Regions from separate parts of the Mus musculus genome. Here region 2 is linked to region 1. The links are chromatin contacts, called in public promoter capture Hi-C maps. All regions are on one chromosome and are shown on one strand. The core of a region is the stretch at or near the end of the contact, and the rest is flanking DNA. Distances in the headings are between cores, read along the strand shown.

Region 1 (5,080 bases), core at 1,460-3,959:
GGTTATCAGGCTTGCCATCAAGGATCTTTAAGGGCTGAGCCATCTTATTGGTTCCTTTGAGATTACTACAAACCATTTTAGATATGTGATGTAAAGGTTATAACTAGAACTGTTGCATGAGCTGCTTGTGGTGGTGTAAACCAGTCCAGAAAGATATGCGGAAGAGGCAAAGGCAGGAAGATCATGAGTGTGAGACCTGCCTGGGCTACATTTGTGGGGTTGTAGAGGCTCAGCAGTTGAGGTTTTCCAAAGGGGCTGAGTTCAGTTCCCAACACAGAGGACAGCTCCTATGTGTTTGCAACTCCATCTTCAGGGAATTTGGTGCCCTATTCTGCCCTCTAAACACAACTACACTCAGGTGTACATACTCACACAGACATATATGTAGTTTTTAAAAAAATTAACTTGGTGTGGTGGTTTATACCATTAATCCCAGTGTTCAGGTGAAGGCAGGGGAATTTCTGAGATCAAGGCTAGCCTGGTCTACATGGCAAGTTACAGGCCAGCAGGGCCTGTCTCAAATCAACAAATATGGGCTGGAGAGGTGGCTCGGTGTTCTTGCATAGGACCTGAGGGTTTTGTTTTTGTTTGTTTGTTTTTTTGATTTTTTTTTAAAAATCATTTTATGTATATGGGTACACTGTAGCTGAACAGATGGTTGTGAGCCTTCATGTGGTTGTTTGGAATTGAATTTTTAGGACCTCTGCTTGCTCTGGTCAACTCTGCTTGCTCCAGGCCAAAGATTTATTACTACACGGTAGCTGTCTTCAGACGAACCAGAAGACTGTGCCAGATCTCATTACTAGTGGTTGTGAGCCACCATGTGGTTGCTGTGATTTGAACTCAGGAAGAGTCAGTGCTCTTAACCACTGAGCCATCTTGCCAGCCCCAGTACCTGAGTTTTGTTCACAGCACAAACAGGGCTCACAACTCCAGTCTTTGGGTATCTAACCCCTTATGACCTTTGAAGGTCCTAGGTACACACATGGAGTATTTGTGTGGATATAGGCAGGAAAAATACTTGTACACATTAAATAAATCATTTTTAAAAATTAAAAAGCAGCCGGGCGTGGTGGTGCACGCCTTTAATCCCAGCACTCTGGAGGCAGAGGCAGGCGGATTTCTGAGTTCGAGGCCAGCCTGGTCTACAGAGTGAGTTCCAGGACAGCCAGGCCTATACAGAGAAACCCTGTCTCGGAAAAAACAAACAAACAAACAAACAAAAAACAACAAAAAAAAAATTTAGAAAGCAAATGTTTGACCCAGAAAGTAAGCTAATCTGTCTCCTTGTCTACCAATCTGTCCTCCCAGACTAAATGAACAAGATGCCTTTTGAGTATACAAATGCAAGTGCAAATTTTTTTTTTTTTCCAAGACAGGGTTTCTCTGTATAGCCCTGGAACTCACTCTGTAGACCAGGGTAGCCCTGAACTCAGAAATCCACCTGCCTCTGCCTCCCAAGTGCTGGGATTAAAGACTGCCCCGCGCAAGTGTAAATTCTTACCAATCACACTGTTTAAAATAAAAAATATCTGAGCTAGGCCTAGTGGTACAGGCCTATCCTCCTACTATTCAAGGACAGAGGCAAGGACATGTCTATGAGTTTGAGGCCAGCCTGGCTACATAGTTCATAGTTCCAGGATAGCCAGGACTCATAGACCCCATTTCCCTTAAATAAAAAATAGTTATAAAATATCAGATATACACAAAGCTGGCTGTGGTAGTGCATGTCTTTAATCCCAGTACTTGGGAGACAGAGCCAGGCAGAACTCTGTGAGTTTGAATAGGAAGCTCCAGGACAGCCAGGAATAAGAGGAAAGACCCTGTCTCAACAAACAAACATATCAGTTGCATGAAAGCGGATTGTAATTCCAGCATTTGGGAGGTATAGACAGAAGGATCTGGAATTCATAGTCATTTGATAGGAAACCCTGCATCAAAACAATAAATAGATTAGGAGAGACTTGCCTATAGGCCAAGATGATGGAGGCACTTTCTTAAATGAGTTCCTCTTTCCACATGTCTAGGTTTGTGTCAAGCTGTCAAGACAAACCAGCACAAGATGTGTATTTCAATATTAAAATAAGCCCAGCACGACATATTTATACTATTTTCATAATGTTTGTATTTTTTATTATTGTATTTTGTGGCTCACACCTAAAATCTTAGCACTTTTAAAAGAAGATTTATTTATCTATTATATCTAAATACACTGTAGGTGGTCAGATCTCATTACAGATGGTTGTGACCCACCATGGGGTTGCTGGGATTTTCAGGACCTTTGGAGGAGCAATCAGTGCTCTTAACCGCTGAGCCATCTCTCCAAACAAACCCGAGTACTTTTAAGGGCAAGGGCACTGCCATGAGATTGAGACAGTGGTGGGGAACCTTGGCTGCTGCCCTTAATTCCCTGTAAGTTTTTACCAAGAGTTTTTGTTGAAACAAAAAGTGACAACTGTGGTTACTCAATCAATGCTTTAGCCCTGGAAGGGGCAGCCTCGTTAATTCTTGGATTAACCAAATGTCACCATAGCCCTTTAATCGCCTAACCACCTCACTGGCAAGTCGGCCCAGCGAAGCGCCGCTCTAGCCGGCCTGCTCGTCTCTATGGCTTTCCTGCTTCTGATTGGCGTAGTCGCGAGCGGTGCGTGATGACGTCACTACAAGGCGACGTTACTATAAGACCTCGGTCCAACCGCCTTGTCTCTCTTTGTCTCGGGCCTGAGTTCGTAGGTGAGTGTTCTGATTGTTGAGTTCGCCTTTTAGGGGTTGATGGTGTAAGGTAACGGAGCCATTCGAATCTTCATGAACATGCTGAGTAAGAGGGTGGGGCGAAGGTGGCTGGAAGTTACAACACGGTTGTGGAACAATCCCATTTTCAAGTTTTCTAAGGCGGATTTCTCTGAGAGCCGAGTTGGTGTCGCCGTGTCCCTAGCGGGGTTTTGCTGCACATGCGCCACAAGATTATTTTTTAAAACGACACTTTACTGCGCAGGCGCAGCCGGCCTAGCGAGGTCAACATGCCGGTCGCCAGAAGCTGGGTTTGTCGCAAAACCTATGTGACCCCACGGAGACCCTTCGAGAAGTCGCGTCTCGACCAGGAGCTAAAGTTGATTGGTGAGTGGCCAAAGTAGAATTTCGAATTGCGGATCCGGGAAGAGTTAGGTAGCCATGATGTCTGTCTCCCACGTGCTCGTTCTGGAGCATCCTGTGTGGCGCCAGAGGATTGCAGTTTAGTTTTGTGTTCTCTAGTCGCCATGCACATGTAGTAACCCATGGCTCTTGCCCCGCGGTCTCCTCCCAACCACGTGCAGGAGAGTATGGACTCCGGAACAAACGTGAGGTTTGGAGGGTCAAGTTTACCCTGGCCAAGATCCGTAAGGCGGCCCGGGAGCTGTTGACGCTAGACGAGAAGGATCCCCGGCGTCTGTTTGAAGGTGTGTATGAGCCTATTTTCGAAGGAGTGGTGGTTGCTGAGTGTTTTAGGGCGTGGGAGATGTGACTGAACAAGTTGGGCTAGTGGGGATTGAGACAGGGTCTTGGTGTAGATTGGCCTGGAACTCAAATGTAAGTCAGTCTTGCCATAAACTGCCAGAAATTCAGAAGTGCTGGGTATGTGTCACAAGGATTCTTATTGGTTATTTTATTTACATTTCAAATGTTATTTCTCTTCCCAGTTTCCTCTCTGCGACACCCCCCCACCCGCCCCCCAATCACACCACAAGGATTCTTTTTGAGTTTCTAGAATCTAGTTCTGTCTGCATTGGACAAATGGAGGCCAAAGACAATGGGAGTTGCACTAATGCTTTTTCTGTCTTAATACTGGATGTTTTATTTAGTTTCATGTGGTGTAAGAGGAGTAATGATTATTTTTCCATCCGGGGGACGTATTTTTGCATTTGCATCTGGGTAGCGTTTATACAATGTTAATCCAGGTTGAGCCTATATTTTAACATATTTATATTCCATACTTAGGGTTTCTTATAGGTGACTGGGCCTACATACACAGTTCATTTAACTCCTGGGAGAGTAGTCTGAGGAATAAATGTGTGCTGTTTGTGTATATATTGTTGGCCTGATGGTACTGTGTAGCTCAGATTGCCTTTGAACTGTTAGCCCTAGCTTTTCATGTTGTGAAAATGAAAATTGTTTTTAAAGTTGAGCATTAGAGCTCTTAATCTTAGGCTTAAAGGCTGGATGAAAAACTGTAAGCCTGCGTGATGCCTGTTGGTGAAAGGGTGGCACAGTGGCCATGTCAGGGTCTCAAGCCTAGGGCTCTGGGAAGAAAAGTTATCAGGCACCAGAGCTCCCTACAAAAATGAGTGAAAGCTGTAGTCCTCTACTCAGAGACTGGGGAAGTCTGAGGTCGGGCCTCATTGGCTGCTGCTCCCCCTGTCACAGGCAATGCTCTCCTGCGGCGGCTTGTTCGCATTGGGGTGCTGGACGAGGGCAAGATGAAGCTGGATTACATCCTGGGCCTGAAGATTGAGGATTTCTTGGAGAGGCGGCTGCAGACCCAGGTCTTTAAGCTGGGCCTGGCCAAATCTATTCACCATGCCCGTGTGCTCATCCGCCAACGTCACATTAGGTGAGTTGCAGCTGGGCCTGTAAATCTTTATTTCCCTACTTGTGCCGTTGGTTTCGTTAGCTAAGTTGCCATTCTATCTCCTGTGCAGCCTTTGGAGCTGACAGATGTGAGCTTACCCTTGAGGGTTCAGAATCGTGCCCTGCAAACAGCTTATGGGGGACTGGGGACAGCCTTGTTTCCCCATAGCCCAGCGCAAGGGTCACTGCGGCTCAAGCCGTACACCTTGTGAAGGTGTCTGCCAGGCACTCAAGCAGCTGGACAGGTAACAGCTCTTGGTGCCACCCCCCCTGGAGGGAGATTGGAGTCAATGTTGAGGTGACAAAGCTGTCTGTGGAGGTACAATCTAGGCCTTCATTGCTATATTTCTACTTGTTAATTTGCCAGTTGAGAATGCACCTGTCTGAAGTGACTGGGGTAAATGAAATTGCATGCTCGTTAACCCTTCTGTAAATGAGCACCAATCATGACAGCTATACAGAGTGAAGTCTCAGA
Region 2 (5,088 bases), core at 805-3,304, 1.4 Mb after region 1:
GGTTTCTCTGTGTAGCCCTGGCTGTCCCGGAATTCACTCTGCAGACCAGGATGGCCTCGAACTCAGAAATCTGCCTGCCTCTGCCTTCCAAGTGCTGGGATTAAAGGCGTGCGCCACCACGCCCGGCTCCCTTGTGGATTTTTTTTTTTTCCAGAGCTGAGGACCGAACCCAGGGCCTTGCGCTTGCTAGGCAAGCGCTCTACCACTGAGCTAAATCCCCAACCCCCTTTGTGGATTTTTTTAAGGTCACTTATGTATACTATTATATAATCTACAAACATCAATACTTTGACTATTTTTTGAAAAATAACTTGTATCCCCTTGATTTCCTTCAGTTGTCTTATTGCTCTAGGTAAAACTTCAAGTATAATAGTCAATAGATATGTAAAGAGTGGACAGCTTGTCTTCCTCCTTATTTTGGTAGAACTGCTTTGAATTTATCTCCCTTTAATTTGATGTTTGCTATCAGATTGCTTTTTTTTTGGGTTTTCAAGACAGGGTTTCTCTGTATAGCCCTGGCTGTCCTGGAACTCACTTTTGTAGACCAGGCAGGCCTTGAGCTCAGAAATTCTCTGGGGGCTGGCGAGATGGCTCAGTGGTTAAGAGCGCGACTGCTCTTCCAAAGGTCCCGAGTTCAAATCCCAGCAACCACAAGGTGGTCACAATCATCTGATGCCCTCTTCTGGAGTATCTGAGGACAGCTACAGTGTACTTACATATAATAAATAAATAAATCTTAAAAAAAAAAGAAATTCGCCTGCCTTTGCCTTTCAAATGCTGGGATTAAAGGCATTTAATTAAAGGCACCACCACTCCCGGCTTATCAGATTGCTTTATATTGCCTTTGCTATGTTTGGTATGTCTTTTGTATCCCTAGGCTCTCAAGGAGTTTTATGATAAAGAGGTGTTGGATTTTGTCAAAGGCCCTTTGTGCATCTAAAGATATGATCATGTTTTTTTTCCCCTTTTAATTTGTTTATGTGATAGATTACATTTGCTGATTTTATTTTTCTCTTTTTTAGAAGATATTTAGAAGATATTTCAAATATGAAATACAACTTTATTCTGATTCTAAATGAAAGAGTGGGAATGACAGTTACAAACAAGATTTCACCACTGACTATTGTGATGCTACGGTAGCAGTCTTATCTTTGAAATCCAGAACAACTCTGTTCCAGGGGGCTAAATACGCAAGTCCAAAAAAATGAAGGTGTATTTTAACTGCCACATTCACTCCGAAGCCCATTCATCTCCTTCAGCATCCCAATGAATTGCACGATCTCCTTTAGCTAAATAAGGTGGCACACACACTGCACCGCTGGCTGGCATCACAGGACAGTTGCCTAAAATAGACTTCTGACGCAGGGCTCCAGCTTCACTTTCTCACAGGTCATCTTCCTCATCTGGGAGAGCAGTCGTCTGAGCAACCTCTAAATCATGCTCGTACTGTGCTGCCAAAGCTGGGTCCATGACTACCTCAGGTGGGGCAAGAGCAGGCATGGCAACGAACTCCAAGTTAGGATCTCCAATGAGCTTTCTGGCAAGCCAGAAGAAAGGCTTTTCAAAGTTGTAGTTACTTCTGGCAGAAATGTCATAGTACTGAAGATTCTTCTTTCGGTGGAAGAGAATAGGTTTTGCCTTCACTTTCATGTCTTTAACATCCACTTTGTTGCCACACAATACAATGGGGATGTTTTCACACACACGCACTAGATCTTTATGCCAGCTAGGCACATTCTTGTAAGTAACTCTTGATGTTACGTCAAACATTATAATGGCACACTGGGCTTGGATGTAGTAGCCATCGCGCAGCCCCCCGAACTTCTCCTGACCGGCTGTGTCCCACACATTGAACTTGATAGGTCCTCTGTTGGTATGGAAGACTAATGTGTGCACCTCCACGCCCAGGGTGGCTACATACTCCTTCTCAAACTCTCCGGTCAAGTGGCGCTTCATGAATGTCGTCTTTCCGGTGCCGCCGTCGCCCACCAGGACGACCTTGAACTGGACCTGCGGCTCTCCCTGGGCGGCCATCGCGGCGATCCTGCCGGAGAGAGCGGCTGCTGCACGTGCGCCCTCTAAAGGCAGCGGCCGGGAAGAGCGCGCGGGAAGGCAGACTCTGTACCAGACTGTGGGGGAAGGGAAGCTGGGCACCGCCCGCCGCTGCGGTGCCCACCCGAAGGACAACCAACCCTCGTGTTGCGCTCTGCCGGGTCCTTCCAGCTACCTTCCAGGACTGATTTTCACTTACTGAACCATCTCTGCATTTCTTGGATGAAGCCTACTGAATTGTACCGAATCAAGGATTCATGACAGGGACACAGAGGAAGGCAGCTTGGCTCAGTGAACTGCCTGCCATCCTGAACAGATCTGTTAGATCTGAACTTTTCTGACAAAACTCCTTTTGCCTAAGCAACGGGCTGCACAATTTGTTTTTAGAGACAAAGGAAAAAAAAAAGGCGATCTTATGTCAAATATAAAAGAAATATAGAGCCGGGTGTGGTGGCGCACACTTTTAATTCTAGCACTCAGGAGGCAGAGGCAGGCGGATTTCTGAGTTCGAAGCCAGCCTGGTCTACAAAGTGAGTTCCAGGACAGCCAGGGCTATACAGAGAACCCTGTTTCGAAAAACCAAAAAAAAAAAAAAAAAAAAAAAGTATATATATATATATATATATATATATATATATATATATATATATGTGTGTGAAGGAATGGAAGAATTAAATGAGAGTCAGAGATTGAACTCTTGTAGAAAGCCAAGCTTGATATCATAGGTAGTAGGAAATTTTTTTTTTTTTTCAGTTACTGAAGCACTTTAATTTCTTTACACAATGACGTGTTGCTGGGGCCTAATGTTCTCACTGAACAGTAGAAAACCAAAATTTGTCATTTCTTAAAGAATTGAGTACAACAAAACCTTACATAAATTAAAGAATGAATACATTTACAGGTGTCGATGCAAACGTTCCCAACTCAAGGCAACTAACAACCGATGGTGGTCAGGAGGGAAGAAACCAGAACGGAAACTGGGTCCTAAGGCTCGGACTTTCCCACCCTGTTAGACTGGCAAGAAGGAGTGGTAACTGGTTCAGGAGCCCTTGCCAGCCTCGGGAAATCCTGGAAGTCTGCTGTTGGTTAATACCCTGCACAGATCACTCCGTGGTGCTCACAGAGATCCACCAGGCTGGGCCTTTCTCTTCCACTGCGTGTTCTCCCCAGCCCCAAGTGACCGAGCCACATGAACTAAGGACTGAATCAAGATATGCACAGGGTGTTAAACATATACCAAGGGAGCAGTTAACTTGAATACAAGGTCAAAAATCAGCAAGTTCTATGATCCAGTGCTGATATCAGATACACGCTTCAAGGACAAATTTCTTTTCAAAGGCTTATTCCAGTTTCATGAGGCTAGCATGAGGTGTGTACATTTGCCAGGGCAAATCGATACTTCAATACCAGCTCATGCAGCAGATGCCTGGCACCTGCTCAGTCCATCTAGAAGCATTTGCAGTGGACGATGGGCCCGACTCATCATACTCCTGCTTGCTGATCCACATCTGCTGGAAGGTGGACAGTGAGGTAGGATGGAGCCGCAGGTCCAGACTGAGTACTTGCGCTCAGGGGGAGCAATGATCTTAATCTTCATTGTGCTGGGTGCTAGGGCTGTGATCTCCTTCTACATCCTGTCAGCAATGCCTGGGTACATGGTGGTACCACCAGACAGCAGTGTATTGGCATACAGGTCTTTGCAGATATCCACATCACACTTCATGATGGAGTTGAAGGTGGTCTCGTAGATGCCACAGGATTCCATGCCCAGGAAGGAATGCTGGAAGAGTGCCTCCGGACACCAGAACCGCTCATTGCCAATGGTGATCACCTGCCCATCGGGCAGCTAGTAACTCTTCTCCAAGGAGGAAGATGATGCAGCAGTAGCCTTTTCTTGCTCAAAATCCAGGGCAACATAGCACAGCTTCTCCTTGTCACAATTTCCCTCTCAGCAGTGGTGGTAAAGCTGTAGCCCCGTTCAGTCAGGAATTCATGAGGTACTCTGTCAGGTCCTGGCCAACCAGGTCCAGACACAAGATGGCGTGAGGAAGGGTGTAGCTGTCATAGATGGCCACTGTGTGTGTGACCCCGTCACCAGAGTCCATGACAATGCCAGTGGTGCGCCCAGATACATACAAGGAGAGCACCTCCTACGCCCACTCCGGTGAAGTCTGCTTGACAGGCCAAGAGGCCTGGAAACACTCACGAGGCAATGAGTTTCAAGGAAACTATGCCTCCTGGAACCTTGGCATTCCCATAGCCCGTATACTCAAACCCTTTTCCCGTGTTAGTTTGGTGTATGGATCCACGTGCTCTCTTTCAGTATTGTTTTATTATAAGTGCCTTTAAGATTTGATTGCTTGACATAGCTAAGCCTTCGCCAGTGTTGCAATGTCCTAGAAAATCCTCGACGCCGAGGAGCTTGGAATTTAGTGGGAATTCAGTGAGAAGGTTACCTATTCAGTAACATTCAAATTTACTTCTAGTAGAGAAGCGTGTGTGTGGCCCCTGAGGAGCACCCAGTGCTTCCGAACGGAGCTAGAATAGCTCAGGGCTAGTCTGCAGAGTGATTATTTAGGACAGTAGCCTTAGGACACAATGGCCTAGCAAATAGGTGGGGTAACCATGAAAGAGTTAGGGAATCCCCCTGGGACAGGTTTCTTCACTAGGCCCAAAGGAACAGCATAATCAGGCATTTACTAAGAACCCCTGGTGGTGGGTTTAACAATAGACTAGCATTACACCTGGCTCCTTTCTAAGTGGTAAATGAGGCCTGGTCCCCCGCCATCTTTTGATGTATGCATTCCTTTTGTTTTGTGTCACTGTAACTTAGCGGATGTGTTCGCCTGGTTTCTTGTTATTCTGTATAAAAAGTTTGATGCTGGATTTGATAAATTACACTCAGATTCAACACGTTCTCTTGTCACGTCTGTTTGTCACTCGCCCACTCTATGCCCATCTGTCTGAGACTCTGATTCCGCAGACCGAAGAGGGCCCACAGAGCCCCAGTCCGTGGCAAGCACCACCTGAATGGTG

Evidence for each region. Promoter capture Hi-C pulls out the DNA fragments that hold promoters and counts their contacts.
Region 2: a contact with region 1 is called in a promoter capture Hi-C map of hippocampal neurons, with 8 times the contacts expected there. The contact joins the promoter of Rasl2-9 here to the promoter of Rps9 in region 1. A contact is called at or near these places in 2 of 39 promoter capture datasets (hippocampal neurons and liver) and 1 of 115 datasets of contacts at active chromatin or transcription factors (astrocytes).

The regions. Positions count from the first base shown.
Region 1 is chr7:3,701,332-3,706,411 of GRCm38.p6, forward strand. It overlaps Rps9 (ribosomal protein S9), which reads left to right and starts at 2,710. Exons shown (of 5, transcript NM_029767.2): 1 at 2,710-2,733; 2 at 2,996-3,117; 3 at 3,315-3,437; 4 at 4,402-4,588. The coding sequence starts at 3,021.
Region 2 is chr7:5,123,896-5,128,983 of GRCm38.p6, forward strand. It overlaps Rasl2-9 (RAS-like, family 2, locus 9), which reads right to left and starts at 2,055. Exons shown (of 1, transcript NM_009028.2): 1 at 1,047-2,055. The coding sequence starts at 2,034. The coding sequence ends at 1,384. It also overlaps the pseudogene Gm47692.